2 separate regions of the Mus musculus genome follow, and region 2 is linked to region 1. A link is a contact called in public HiChIP or PLAC-seq data. All regions are on one chromosome and are shown on one strand. The core of a region is the stretch at or near the end of the contact, and the rest is flanking DNA. Distances in the headings are between cores, read along the strand shown.

The links. HiChIP or PLAC-seq counts read pairs in DNA pulled down with a chosen protein or histone mark.
Region 2: a contact with region 1 is called in an H3K4me3 HiChIP or PLAC-seq map of embryonic stem cells, with 5 times the contacts expected there. The contact joins the enhancer-like site here to the promoter of Pitpnc1 in region 1. A contact is called at or near these places in 1 of 39 promoter capture datasets (stem cell-derived epiblast-like cells), 1 of 15 datasets of contacts at CTCF or cohesin (stem cell-derived epiblast-like cells), 1 of 484 Hi-C or Micro-C datasets (embryonic stem cells) and 3 of 115 datasets of contacts at active chromatin or transcription factors (embryonic hindbrain and embryonic stem cells).

Annotation. Positions count from the first base shown.
Region 1 is chr11:107,467,320-107,473,393 of GRCm38.p6, forward strand. Pitpnc1 (phosphatidylinositol transfer protein, cytoplasmic 1) reads right to left here and starts at 3,401. Exons shown (of 9, transcript NM_001359616.1): 1 at 2,572-3,401. The coding sequence starts at 2,619.
Region 2 is chr11:107,979,358-107,985,431 of GRCm38.p6, forward strand. Prkca (protein kinase C, alpha) reads right to left here. Exons shown (of 17, transcript NM_011101.3): 10 at 4,528-4,701; 11 at 2,254-2,345. Among named protein-coding and RNA genes, the nearest start is that of Mir7223, 14 kb to the right of the region's middle. Within about 2 kb of position 2,999, at least 71 of the 459 cell types and tissues checked have an H3K27ac peak or open chromatin away from gene starts, as enhancers often do. A contact at or near this core is called in embryonic stem cells, where this site is marked.

The DNA of each region.
Region 1 (6,074 bases), core at 2,151-4,650:
GGTAAGCTACAGTTTAAAAATTCAGATAGAATTTTTTTCTATCTGAGACCTCCAATCTAAACTGACAAAGCAGAGAACAATTTCACAATAAGACCTCAGGCTGAGGATGTAGCTCAGAGGCAGAAAGTTGTTTCCCCTGCTCAAGGCCACGTTCAACCCCCAGAACCACAAAGAGTACATAATAAAAAAATAAATAAAAATAAAAGTTAAACATCAGAATATGACCTCATAGAAATGGAATCGCACTTACTTTAGTCTAAACAGGTTTCACGTGCAGGATTTATAATTATCCTATAGGTAGAGCCTGGCTTCCTTGGCCGATTAAGAAAAGTCATTCTAGACAGGGGTGGCAGCACACTCCTTTGATCCCAGCACGTGAGAGGCAGCAGAGTCAGGTGGATCTCTGAGTTTGAGGTCAGTCAAGGCTACAGAGAAACCCTGTAGAAAGAAAGAGAAAGAAAGAAAGAAAGAAAGAAAGAAAGAAAGAAAGAAAGAAAGAAAGAAAGAAAGAGAGAGAGAAAGTAAGAGAGAGAGAGAGGGAGGGAGGAAGGGAGGAAGGGAGGGAGGGAGGGAGGGAGGGAGGGAGAGAGAGAGAGAGAGAGAGAGAGAGAGAGAGAGGGAAAAGAGAATAGAAAGGAAAAACCATCCACCTAAACCATTCAAATGCAGTTATTACACTGAATACTTAAACAAATGCGGGGGGGGGGGGGAGGGGGGGGAGATGCTGCCCTGTGCTTAACAAAGTATCTGAAGGAAACCAACCAGGATAATGAACAGATGTTAGCATGGAAGAATGGCTGAGCCCGGTGACATACACTTAAACTCAGCAGACAGATCTCTGTGAGTTCGAAGCCAGTCCGGGCTAGATAGTGAGTTGTAGGACAGCCAGGACTACATAGAAAGAACCTGCCTCAATATTTGACTGAGTCCCATTGGCGCCCTAGGATGGCACAGTCCTATCTATTAACCACAGTCAAAGCAGGAAATGAAGTGGAAGCATACGGACACCTCCAGGTTGCCCTGGTCCTGCTCAGCAGTCCCAGAGGTGCGAAGACAGCATGTCCACAAAACACCAGCACCAGGGAGGGGTGTGTGTGTGCACGTCCAATCCCATTCATTTGCCTTTCTTCATTCTCCACAAAGCTGTATGCTGCTTCCCCATTGATAAGGCACCTAACTACCATTTAAGACCTAGTTCAAAATGCTGCCACCCCAGAAACGCTCGTTGATAAGGCTGGGGGTGGGGAGAGGGGCATGGCTAAGCTATCCCTCTCGGTCTTTGGCAGCCAGTGTAGAGTGTCAAGTGTTTTGTAAACTTCAGGCTACTTTGATCCTACCTTGGATTGTCCTAGGGTCTCACCTTAACACTGGCGCCAGATGCAGAAGGAAGATTGCCCCCACCACCACCACCCTGGGAGGTGGGGGGGGGGGCAGGGAGCCAGACATAGTCTGAGTAACACAAAAGCACAAGGCCCCTTTCACAAAGTAGTGAGTAGATCACATGTCTGATAGATTAAATGCACCGGTTTTAAATACAAATACGTCGTGGATCGCTGATTTCATTTGTTGCCACATCAAACCACAGGAGTCTTTCCCAAATTGCCTTGATTGGCTTCATGTTCTGGCTGTGTGTCCCTGGACAGACGCAAAGCACTTATGAAATATCCAAAGAGGTGGGGAGAAAGGGGAACGAAAAGGAAGCCCGGGCCGGAGTGACCCTCACTGAGTCACTGTTTCCTCAATGGCGGAGCTCGCGGATAGGGGGGACGGGGGGCGGAGAAGGAATCGGAAGAATGCAAGCTGACCTGCGCGTGGAGGCCGAGCCCTTGAGCGGGGAGCCCCCCACCCTGCAGCCCCGATACTCAGAGCCAGGAGGGCCCGGCCTGACGGCCTGGAGCGCCCTCCGGTGGCCGCGCCGCAGGCCCCACCACTGGGGCTCTTCCTAAGACCACGCTCCCCGCCGCGGAAGGAACGAGACACGCAGAAAGTTTCCGAGCCAGGCGGTCAGCAAAGGACAATCCAGATCGCGGAGGGAGCCTGGATGCTCGGCTGGGCAGGAGCCAGCGCCTAGACCGGAGGCGACAAGAAGTCGGGTTCTAAACGGACCCTCTCCAGGCCTCCCACATGCCCCCAAGGCGGGACTCTGGTCTGCAGATCCCACCCGCGCGGAATTTGTCCCTGCAAGCCCACCTTGTAAAGAGGACATGGGGACAGTGGCTACCACCACGGCCGGTTACCCCGATACTCCGGCTGCAGAGCATGCTTGGGCTCTTATACTCTGTGCATTTGCTTAATTGGAGGGAGGGGGCGCAACAGCTCCCTGTGACGCATTGTGGTCCCCAGGAATCTGATTCTAGATGTCCCCGAAGAGCTCACCTGGACTCCCCCGCCCCACCCCCACGCCGCCTTTCCTCTGCTGGGGTGACGAGTGGGAACAGCGAATCCCCTGCCTCCTCCCCCTCCAGCCTCCAGGTTTGGGCGCCAGGGTTTCCCCGCCGCACGCAGTGGACCCGCCGGCCGAGTGGTGGCGGCTGGGGACCCGGAGCGGGCGAGGCCGGGCGCGGTGCCTACCTCGTCCACGGTGAGCGGCATGCAGATTCGGTACTCCTTGAGCAGCATGTTCCTGCCGGCCGCAGACCTCGGGAAAGAAGGGGGCGTCCCAACAGATGAGCAAGGCTGGAGCCCAGAGGAGGGCAAAGACGCTGGGAACCGGCAAGCGAAGCAGCCCCGGTGGTGCGCTCAGCTCCTAACTGCCTCCGGTCCGCCCCGGAGCATGTCAAGCTTCGGGTCCCGGTGTCTGTGACTCCCCCGCCTCCTTCCTCGCAGAGATCAGCCCTCTCGGTATTGCAAAGTCAGGCACTGAGGGAGGGAGACCCGCGGGAGACAGCTCGGATCAGCAGCCCCGGGCTGGTAGGCGCGGCCACCAGATCAGGACATGCCCGGCGGCGGGCAAGAGAGGCAAAAGGAGGAGGAAAAGGGATTTCCACAAATTCAAACAAACGCACAAAAGTCTCCTCTGGATCCTCCTCCGAAAGCAGAGCTGAACCTGGCGAGCCCCCTTTTTCTCCTACCCGTCTACCGTGGGTTAATGTCACCAGGAACACATTGCCGCGGGAGCAGGCGATGCTGACTTTCCAAACAAAGGCTCGATGGGCTCCTCTCCCCGGGCGGTAAACAAGATTTCCTGCTCTTTTTTAGGGCCAGTCCCCGAGTCTCTCCGGAGCTCAGCTGAGAGAGAAAAGGGAAGCCGCAGCCGCCAAGGCTCTGCCCTGCTCTGGGCCCCGGGTGTCTTCAACCTAGGCGGTTGGCTGCCAGCGGCTTGCGCGCGTCCCCTCCCCCGAGTCCCTCGGCTCTGAGAGCGCCGTGCGTGCCCGTGAGTTTGCAGCCACCTCGCCGCGACTGGAGAGTCCGCGCCGAGCTGCAGTGTGCCTGGGGCAGGGAGGTGGGTGCGGGAGGAGCGAGAGCGACGAGGCTGACATCAGCAGCGGCCGCGGCGGGGAGGGTAGCCCCATCCGGCCAATGGGGAAATGGCAAAGAATGTGGAGGATTTAAACAAAACAGCATGTCTCTCCCGTCTGCTGCCAGACGCCAGGGCTGTCCCAGAACCTAGAACAGCTAACGCAAAGAGAACAGAGAATCGCAAAGAAGCTATCCTGGACTCTTACAACGTTGGATCTGTTTTCAAATGTAACCTGGGTGCCATAGGGCTCTCTACTTAGTCGCTTTGGAAACCGTTTCCAAAGTGCACTAGTGCCCCTTGACTTTGGGGCTGGGGGCGTGTTTACAAATGCTCACAGCGAACATTTTTTTCTCTCTGATGGAGTAAGCAAGGCCGGAGCAAGAGAAATGATGGTTTTAGAATGGGTTTTTCTAACATGCTCTCAAGGCGGAGTTCTGCAGCAGTGTTGGTGAAAACAGAGTAAAAATGCGTGCGCGCTCGCAACCACACACACACACACACACACACACAGAGAGAGAGAGAGAGAGAGAGAGAGAGAGAGAGAAGCATTGCCTGCTACCTCTTTCTCCCTGGCTCTCTGCAATCCCAACTGCAGGCTTCCCAGAGCAGAAAGAATAGGTTTTCGTGTCAGCACTCCTAAGTTCAAAAAGTCACAGTGAAATGTCAATAAAAATGCCCGGGGTGTTGGTATTTCATCCATATTAAACAGATCTCTCATTTTAACCACAAGAAGCACATTCTTTAGTTACTCAGGAAGCAGCATGTAACTGCTGAAGTCTGGTTTTCATTTGTCTGGCATTCGGTTTTGGTTTGTTTTTTTTTTTTTTTTTTTTTTTTTTTAGCTTGTTTTCCTAAAAATGGAGGAAAAAAGTGCATCCACTGCCTATAGGAGGATAATGTGTAAACATCACTGGCTCTCAAACATAGATGCATATGTTCACACAAACGTGTGTGTGTGTGTGTGTGTGTGTGTGCATTTGTGAGTTCTGGAGACCCACATTCACCCATAGAGCTTGCATTGGGCAATGCAGACTCTGCAGGCCTCAATGGTATAGTATGTTAAAATGATGCTCAATAAGTCACTAATCAACATAATGAGGGTGGGCTCTGGCTAATGTTGTCCAGATGACCCAAGTTTAGAGCTCAGGGAACATGATCCAGCCTGCTAGGAAAATGACACCCTAAACATAGCTTATATTCTGGTAAAGAAAGAAAGAAAGAAAGAAAGAAAGAAAGAAAGAAAGAAAGAAAGAGAGACAAAGAAAGAAAACTATTTTCTAGATAAATGCTTCCCAAAGTTGGCTCTGAAATATTTACAGCAGCTAATTAAAGGTAAACCAAACACCCTGAGAAATTTTGTTTTGTTTTGTTTTTGAGACAGGGTTTCTCTGTCTAGCCCTGGTTGTCCTAGAACTCACTTTGAAGTCCAAACTGACCTTGAACTCAGAGACCTACCTACCTGCCTCTGCCTCCCAAGTGCTGGAATTAAAGGTGTAGGCTACCACCGTCCTTCAAGGTAGATCATTAAATTTGACCTGATAGTGTTGAATTGGAAGCTTGTGAGACAAAAAGAACCCAAGATGATTTTTTTTTCTTTTTTCCTTTTAGCAGAATGGCACTTAATCATCTTCACAGTGGCTTCCTACTGTGTATTTCCAATTATCTCTAGACTGCTAATACTATCTAATGTAATGTGCATGGCATGTGAATAGTTGTTATATCGCATTGTTCAGAGAGTAAGGACATCTGCCATGTGTTCCGTACATTAGTGGTTTCTGAGTATGTTTTGATCCGTGGGACAGTGGATGCACTGACAGGGAACCCACAGACACTGCTGGCTGGCTGTACTTTTCTTTTTCTTTTCTTTTCTTTTCTTTTTTTTTGTTTTTTTCTTCTTTTTTTCTTTTTTTTTGTTTTGTTTTTGATTATTTTTTTCTTTTTTTTTTTTTTCTTTTTTTTCTTTTTTTTTTTTTTGGCTGTACTTTTCTTCCACCTCACATTACAAGGTGACTTTCCCCAGTATATTGTCTTTTTCTTTCTACTTGGCTTCCTTATTTCCCCGGTCTCACTAATAGTGTGCAAGCACAGCTTTAACCATAGCAACTTGAAAGCCTTTTGGTGACAACAGGAGGCTCCAGGCTCTAAGACCTTCTCTCCCACTTTAGTCCACGAGTATTTCTTAACACCAATGGCCTCAGAAGACCTTCACTTCTCAGCTTTGATCCTTCTGCTCATCCCATTATTGCCTTCTTGGAGAATCCTTCATGCTATCCACGGCCTCATGACATTATTTTAAAGCCAAGTATTGACTATCTATCCATCTGTTATGGAAAGTAACACCGATAACAATATGCTGAATTGGTTAGGATATAATACTAGAGGTGCCTGTGTTAACATTAATACTACAGGGAACATATGGGAACATGTAGACCAGATGGAATGAGGAAGAGAGGAGGCATAAAAACGATCTGGGCGGGAATTAGGGGCGGCTAGTATTCATTACTATGGTTCGTGGTCTGGGGTTAGGGAGAGTTCATTCATAACTCATTTGTCTTGGGGAAGAGGGTGCCATCTACTGGTCAAAGTGATTGCTTGCAAGTGTTTCAAGTCCTGC
Region 2 (6,074 bases), core at 1,749-4,248, 510 kb after region 1:
ACAGAGACAGAGACAGAGAGAGACAGAGAGATCCTAACGCTCTCTGAGATCACCCTTCACGTGCTTTCCACAGCTGGCTCTGCATCTGCACCTGCCTCTTCATTTCTCCAGTTATAAAAGCTTATTTTTTTGTTTCTGGGGGAAGTGAGGAGCTCACTTATTCCCTACAAAATAATTCCTAATATAAAGACGTAAGGAATGAACACTGGTGAGACCCCCCTGTGTCAGGAGGGTAGTTGAGGGGAAGGGTCGCTTTTCTCCGACACACAGACGAAGCAGTTTGCGGTTTGAGAGTGTAACCGCTCCCGGAAGACAAGGCCTCGGGTGCGCTGTACGCTCTAGCTGCTTGCTTTATTCATTCTCTGAAGTGCCGGACGGAATAAATGGGACACGCTCCATGATTCATGCCCGAGTTTGCCCTTTTAAATAATTCATAATAAAAACAGTCATTACCATCACTACAAAATCGTTAATAGGTTAATATCTGGAGCTCGGATTAAATGCAGAATGATGTTTTAAAATTTGCATAGCACTGGGGAGCCTTTGAAGTCCAAGGAGCCACAAGTCCACGCCTGGGTGAATACACCCGGGAGGCTTAAAATAAGCACCGTAGCTGCAGAGTGGAGGAGAGCCGAAGAGAAGAGGCTTAGTGAGGGCTGGCAGGGAGGCCAGGGTAGGGCTGGGAGGTGTGTGGGGGGGAGGATGTAGGGGGCAGAGGGGGAGTAGGACCGTGGGTGATTTTCATGTTATTTTCCTTGTTTCCTTTATTTTTAACTTTTCTGCAGTACAGATACGAAAGGGCCTCAGGAGAGGCACCATCTTTGTGACATAAGATGGCCACTCTGCCACCTTTAATTTTCTTCTGGCTTTGGGCTATTCAGCTTTATTTTACAATCTGAGCATCTCAGTACTCTGATACAATGAGGTGGGTGGGTAAGGGCCGGTGTTTCTAAAAGAAATACACTTGCTTCTTAGTAGAAATAAAAGGAAAAATCCCCCTTTATATTTTTTAAAGCCTTTACCTAAGGGGCTCCCTATCTTCGTCCAGCTAATCTTTATGGTGCAGATTATCCCACACAGGCTCTGGGTTCCCGTGATTTATGTTTCAGGCCACGCATGAGCCTGGGTCCCGTTTCCATTTGCTGACTTGACTAATGGGCGCAGGCGCACTGTGCCTCTGCGTCTAGGTCTGGAAAAGAGCTCTCTGCTCAGTTTGCTTCTATTTAAGTTGCAGACTTTCTGGATCCCAGGAGATGGGAAAGAGCGCAGGTACCCGTGCCCCACCCCCACCCCGTGGATGGCTAACTCCTCAGGTTCCTGCCTGCTCTCTGCTCCTGCATTCCCACAAGGAAGGTGCAATCCCAGTGTGATGTTCGAGGACAAGCTTCCCTCCTCCTGGACAGTGTCCTCCCCCTGGCCTGTGATGTCACTTTAAAGAGGTTTTCCTTCTCTTGCACTTTGGCTTTTCCTCTTCCAGAATGTTCCTTGTAAATAAAGACCTACTTTCAGCTCAATTTTTTTCTTCCCTGCCGTGGTTCCCAGGGGTCCCCTTGCACCGGCCCCTTCCTTACTTTTCCTCTTGTCTCAGCCAGTAGGCTCTGTCAGAACTTCTGTGGGATCAAGCCCTTCTCTCTGCCATCCTCATAGGCTGCCCTCCCAGCAGGCTTTGCACTTCTTTGTCCAGCCTCCCCCACCACCTCATGTCACCTAAGCTGAAGGTCACCCCCTGGACTTGGCTCCATATCCTTTCCTTGGCAGGCACCTCTCATCTCTGGGTTGGGCATCCCCCAGTTTTGTGCTGCACCCACTCTCCGACTCTGGAGTGTTAGTGGTACCCTGTGTTGACCTGCACTGTTTCAGCAATGTGTCAGGACTGTTGGATGGCTTTTGCTAATGAGAGCATGGGCTGCCCAAGGGCCTCTCATCACTTTACACTCTTGCTGGATGAGCAGCAAGCAGGGAAGGCTTCCATCCATACGGGTGTTAGTAGGTGATGGGGAGGCAGGCGTCCGTATGTCCAGTCTGCTGAGACTAGAATCACTGGTCCTAAGACATACCTATTATGCACAGGTCCTGTTGGCTCAGCTGCTACTCTGGGAAGTTTCAGAGCTGAGACCCAAGTGAGCAGAGTTGCCCTTGGACATAGTATCTAGAAGGAGTTCTCAGTTGGGAGAATTAGGCTGTTTGAATTTCAAGACTCAAAATAAAAAAAAAAAAAAGAAAGAAAGAAAAATGTTAATAAAGATTACTCACACTGCTTGTGGCTCCTTAAATTTCCCGACTTGCTGAATGTGGTACATGAGGTCCCCGCCGTTGACGTATTCCATGACGAAGTACAGCCGGTCCTGGAGACCAAGGTTTACACGTGAGGAGGGTCCCTCCCCAGCAGAGCTTATCAGCTTTGCTTTCATATTAGCAAACACAGGGTGACCTTGACAGATCTGCTCTTCACTGAGTGGGGGATAATGTGCATCCGTACATCTGCAGGTGACGGACGCTGCTAACAGGTCAGCCTACTGGTAGTTATGCACCTCATTACAGTAAAGGCCTCAAACATTCTTTCCCTTCCCCCACACAGACTTCCCCGTACGGACAGTTCGTCTCTCAATCAGGGGTGATATGAAGACCCTATACGGGGCCTGTCATTCCATCTTAACCCCTGTTATCAATGGTGCGCATGCGTAAAAGATAGCCTGCGACTTCCAGGAGCTATGCTGGGCTAATGCAGTAAGGTGCGTAAATGGATGCTTCTGAAAACATATCTTTTGGGGTTATATTGAACTCATAAATTACGCACATGTAATGATATTTAGTGGGTGGAAGAGAGGGGTTCACCATAAAAGGAGATTTTAATCAATGTTCTTTTGCCTCCAGAATGTGCTCAAATATTGCCTTTTTCTAAATATTTTCTGTCACTGGTATGCTAAGAGCTGGCCCCACGGAGAGCATATATCATGGAGCCAAGTAAGTCTGCATAGTTATGAGGCCATTATGCTGGGACAGATGGGGACATTATGCCAGGCAGTTTAATGGGAGGACAACCAGCAGCACAACAGAGCATGGTAAGAGCTGACCTCTGCTAGAGTCTAGAAAGCAACCCCCCTTACACACCGGGGCTATTAAACATTCAAGTGTAGCTCCAGGAGGGAGAGATGACGGAGCTGGTGTCAACAGCCCCGAAGTGGCTATGGGAACCCCCGGCTCTGGATTCAATTCCTTCTTCGCAGTTTCTTCGCAGTTTTCCAGAGCTGCACGGGTGCCCGTGGGCTCACAGAACAGGGCTGAGATTGTGTTCTCCCTCCTAACCTTCCCACCAGTTCTCTCTGGAGCTCTGAGAGGGCTGGAGCCGACTGCATGACCAGTGCAAGGCTGACACACAGCGGCCGCTGCCAACATTGCATGCTTGGCGCACGCCGAGTCCACAAAAATCCCCCATTTTGAGACTCCAAGCTTCTCAAGGCATCTTGTTCCCCAAGATTTTAAAAGGAGAGGCCTAAGCACGGATCATTTTTCCATCACAGGGAAGTTTTACATGAGACGGTGACTGTAACACTAGCTGTCAGGGGAGTGAGATCTGACAGCGGCTGCTTGGAGAGTGGGGCTTGGAGGTGGGGAACCCCTCAGCTCATCGCTGCATCTTAGAATGCATGTCAGTGTGGGGAGACCAGGAAGCCCCACAGCTGGTGTCTTTGTAGTTTGAACATTTCTTTTACATTTTACTTTGCGCCTAAGGTCAGCAGAACTTTTTCCTGTAAACGGTCAGATTGTAGGGGCAAGGTTTGTGTGTTTCTTACAACTCCTCACAGCCTTCACAGTCGGGAAGCTGCTGTGGGTGACAGGAAAGTGGAGGGGTGTAGCTTTGTCCTTAGAATGTTAAATTTTGAATTTCATATGCGAGGAAATATTATAATCTGGGCTTATTTCTTGTGACCTTTCTCACAGCTCTCGGGCTGCTGGACAGGTCACAGCTTGCTCCTCCTGCTGTGTCATTATACAGAGACAGCTCCTCAGAAAACAAAGTGTCCTGGCACACCAATGCTGGGCGTGGCAGCAGCAGGATGGGGGAGGGGGTTGTCTGTAAAAGGCAGGGCTGGCTAGCTATGGTGGCACACACCTTTAATCACAGCATGTGGGAGGCAGAGGCTGGCAGATCTCTGAGTTCAAGGCCAGCCTGGTTTGCTTAAAAAGAGAAGGCAGGGCTGTGAATCCACAACTGCTTTGCGAAAGTCTTAGCCCAGGGCCTACAGGAAGAAGACCTCTCACGTACAGCCACTTGGAGGACCTTAATGGACACCCAGATCCTCCCACGTGCAGGCCCCTTATTTAAAGTGGTTTGGTATTTGTATTTATTCCATGCCCACGTGCCCACCAACACCAATCATCTCTAGACTATTTATTTCTAACATAATGTAACCACTGCTGTAATGAAAGCTGAACAGTGTGAGTTTGTTCCCAAAGGAAACGGGATTAAAGTCCCGAGTGTCTCGAGACCATGATGTAGTGTTAGACAGGAATGACAGTCCTCACCACTGTCTGGAAGCAGGAGTGCAGCTGTGTCAGAAATGGCGGCTTGTCCAGCAGGGCCAGCACGCGCTTCTCCACCATGGTGCACTCCACGTCGTCGTCCTGGATCACCACGTCCTTCTTCAGGATCTTGATGGCGTACAGTTCCTCCGTTCCCTTCCTGTCAGCAAGCATCACCTGGGGGAGTGGGGGTGGGGACAGAAGGAGAGAAGGCTCAACACTGGTGGGCAGACATCTGGTACAGGGAGTGGGGGCGGAGGTTGTGGGGAACAGTGTCGGGAGACAGTTTGGCAACAGCTGGTGCAGGTCTGTGAGTGACTCGTGAAAAAATGCTAACACATTCTGCTGTGGTTTCATCCTGGGTGGCATCCCCTTAAGTCTGCATGGAGAAGCTTTGCTCCTTGGTGTGACAAGGGTTGGGGAGTGGGAGGCCCTGTAGGAGCCGAGGTCTGCTCTGGCTTCATTTCTGATGCTTTGATGAAATATGCTTGACAAAGAAATAACTTGAGGGATAAGGGATTCATTTCAGCCATCAATTCCAGGTTACAGTTCATCAGTGCAGAGAAGTCAAGGCGGGAATGTCAAATATCTAGTCAGATCCACAGTCAAGAGCAGAGAGACATCAATATGTACATGCTTGTGCCCAGCTCACGCGAGCAGTTCAGGATGGTTTGCCTAGGGAATGGTGCTTTGGGCTGGGTCTCTCCATATCAACTAATTTAATTAAGACAATTTCCCAGGCACACGTCCACAGTCTAAACCAATTTCAACTCTGTTTTCAAGGGATTCTATTTAGGTTGTGTTAAATTGACAATTAAAGCTAACCATCACAGGCCTTTAGGTTATTGTGGGTGTGCAATGCCCTTGAAGGGCACCGTGGGATGAAGGCCACGTTTTGTTTTGTTTGTTTGTTTTGTTTTTTGTTGTTGTTGTTTTGTTTTTTTTCCTGTCTGATGAAATGATGGTGAAGTGTGTTCTGCCACATACTCCTGCCAGGATGCCCTATATTGCCAGAGACCGAAAGTAGTAGGACCACTCAACCATGAACCAAAACAGACTCTAAGTCCACCAGTCAAAACAAACCTTTTTCTCTTTATACATATATTACCTCAAGTAATTCATTATAGTTATGGAAAGCTGGCTCACATAAACTTTTGGATTTTTAAGTATTGTAAGATGCCACAAGTTAAAAATTTTCACCATTCATATTCCTTTTTAAAGTATCCATGTTTGTAGACAGTGTAGGGTATTTATATACAAAGTTGCTATTTTCGTCTGTTAATGGGGATATTTAATACTCTTCAGTGGGTCTAGTTTGGAATTTTCCATATTCATGTTTTCTGGAAGCATTTGGAGGGTAAAATGTGAGCGACCTTTGCAACCTTGAAGGCCCAGGACACAAACAATGAAAAAGGCAGGCTCAAAATCAGCTCATGGATCTGTCACAAGGTTTGGAGCCACAGAGGCCAGAGAACGCTGTGCAGACCGAAGTCCACATGGCCCCATTATAGGGTCTCATTGTGACCATCCAGGCTTTGGGCGAGTTCACG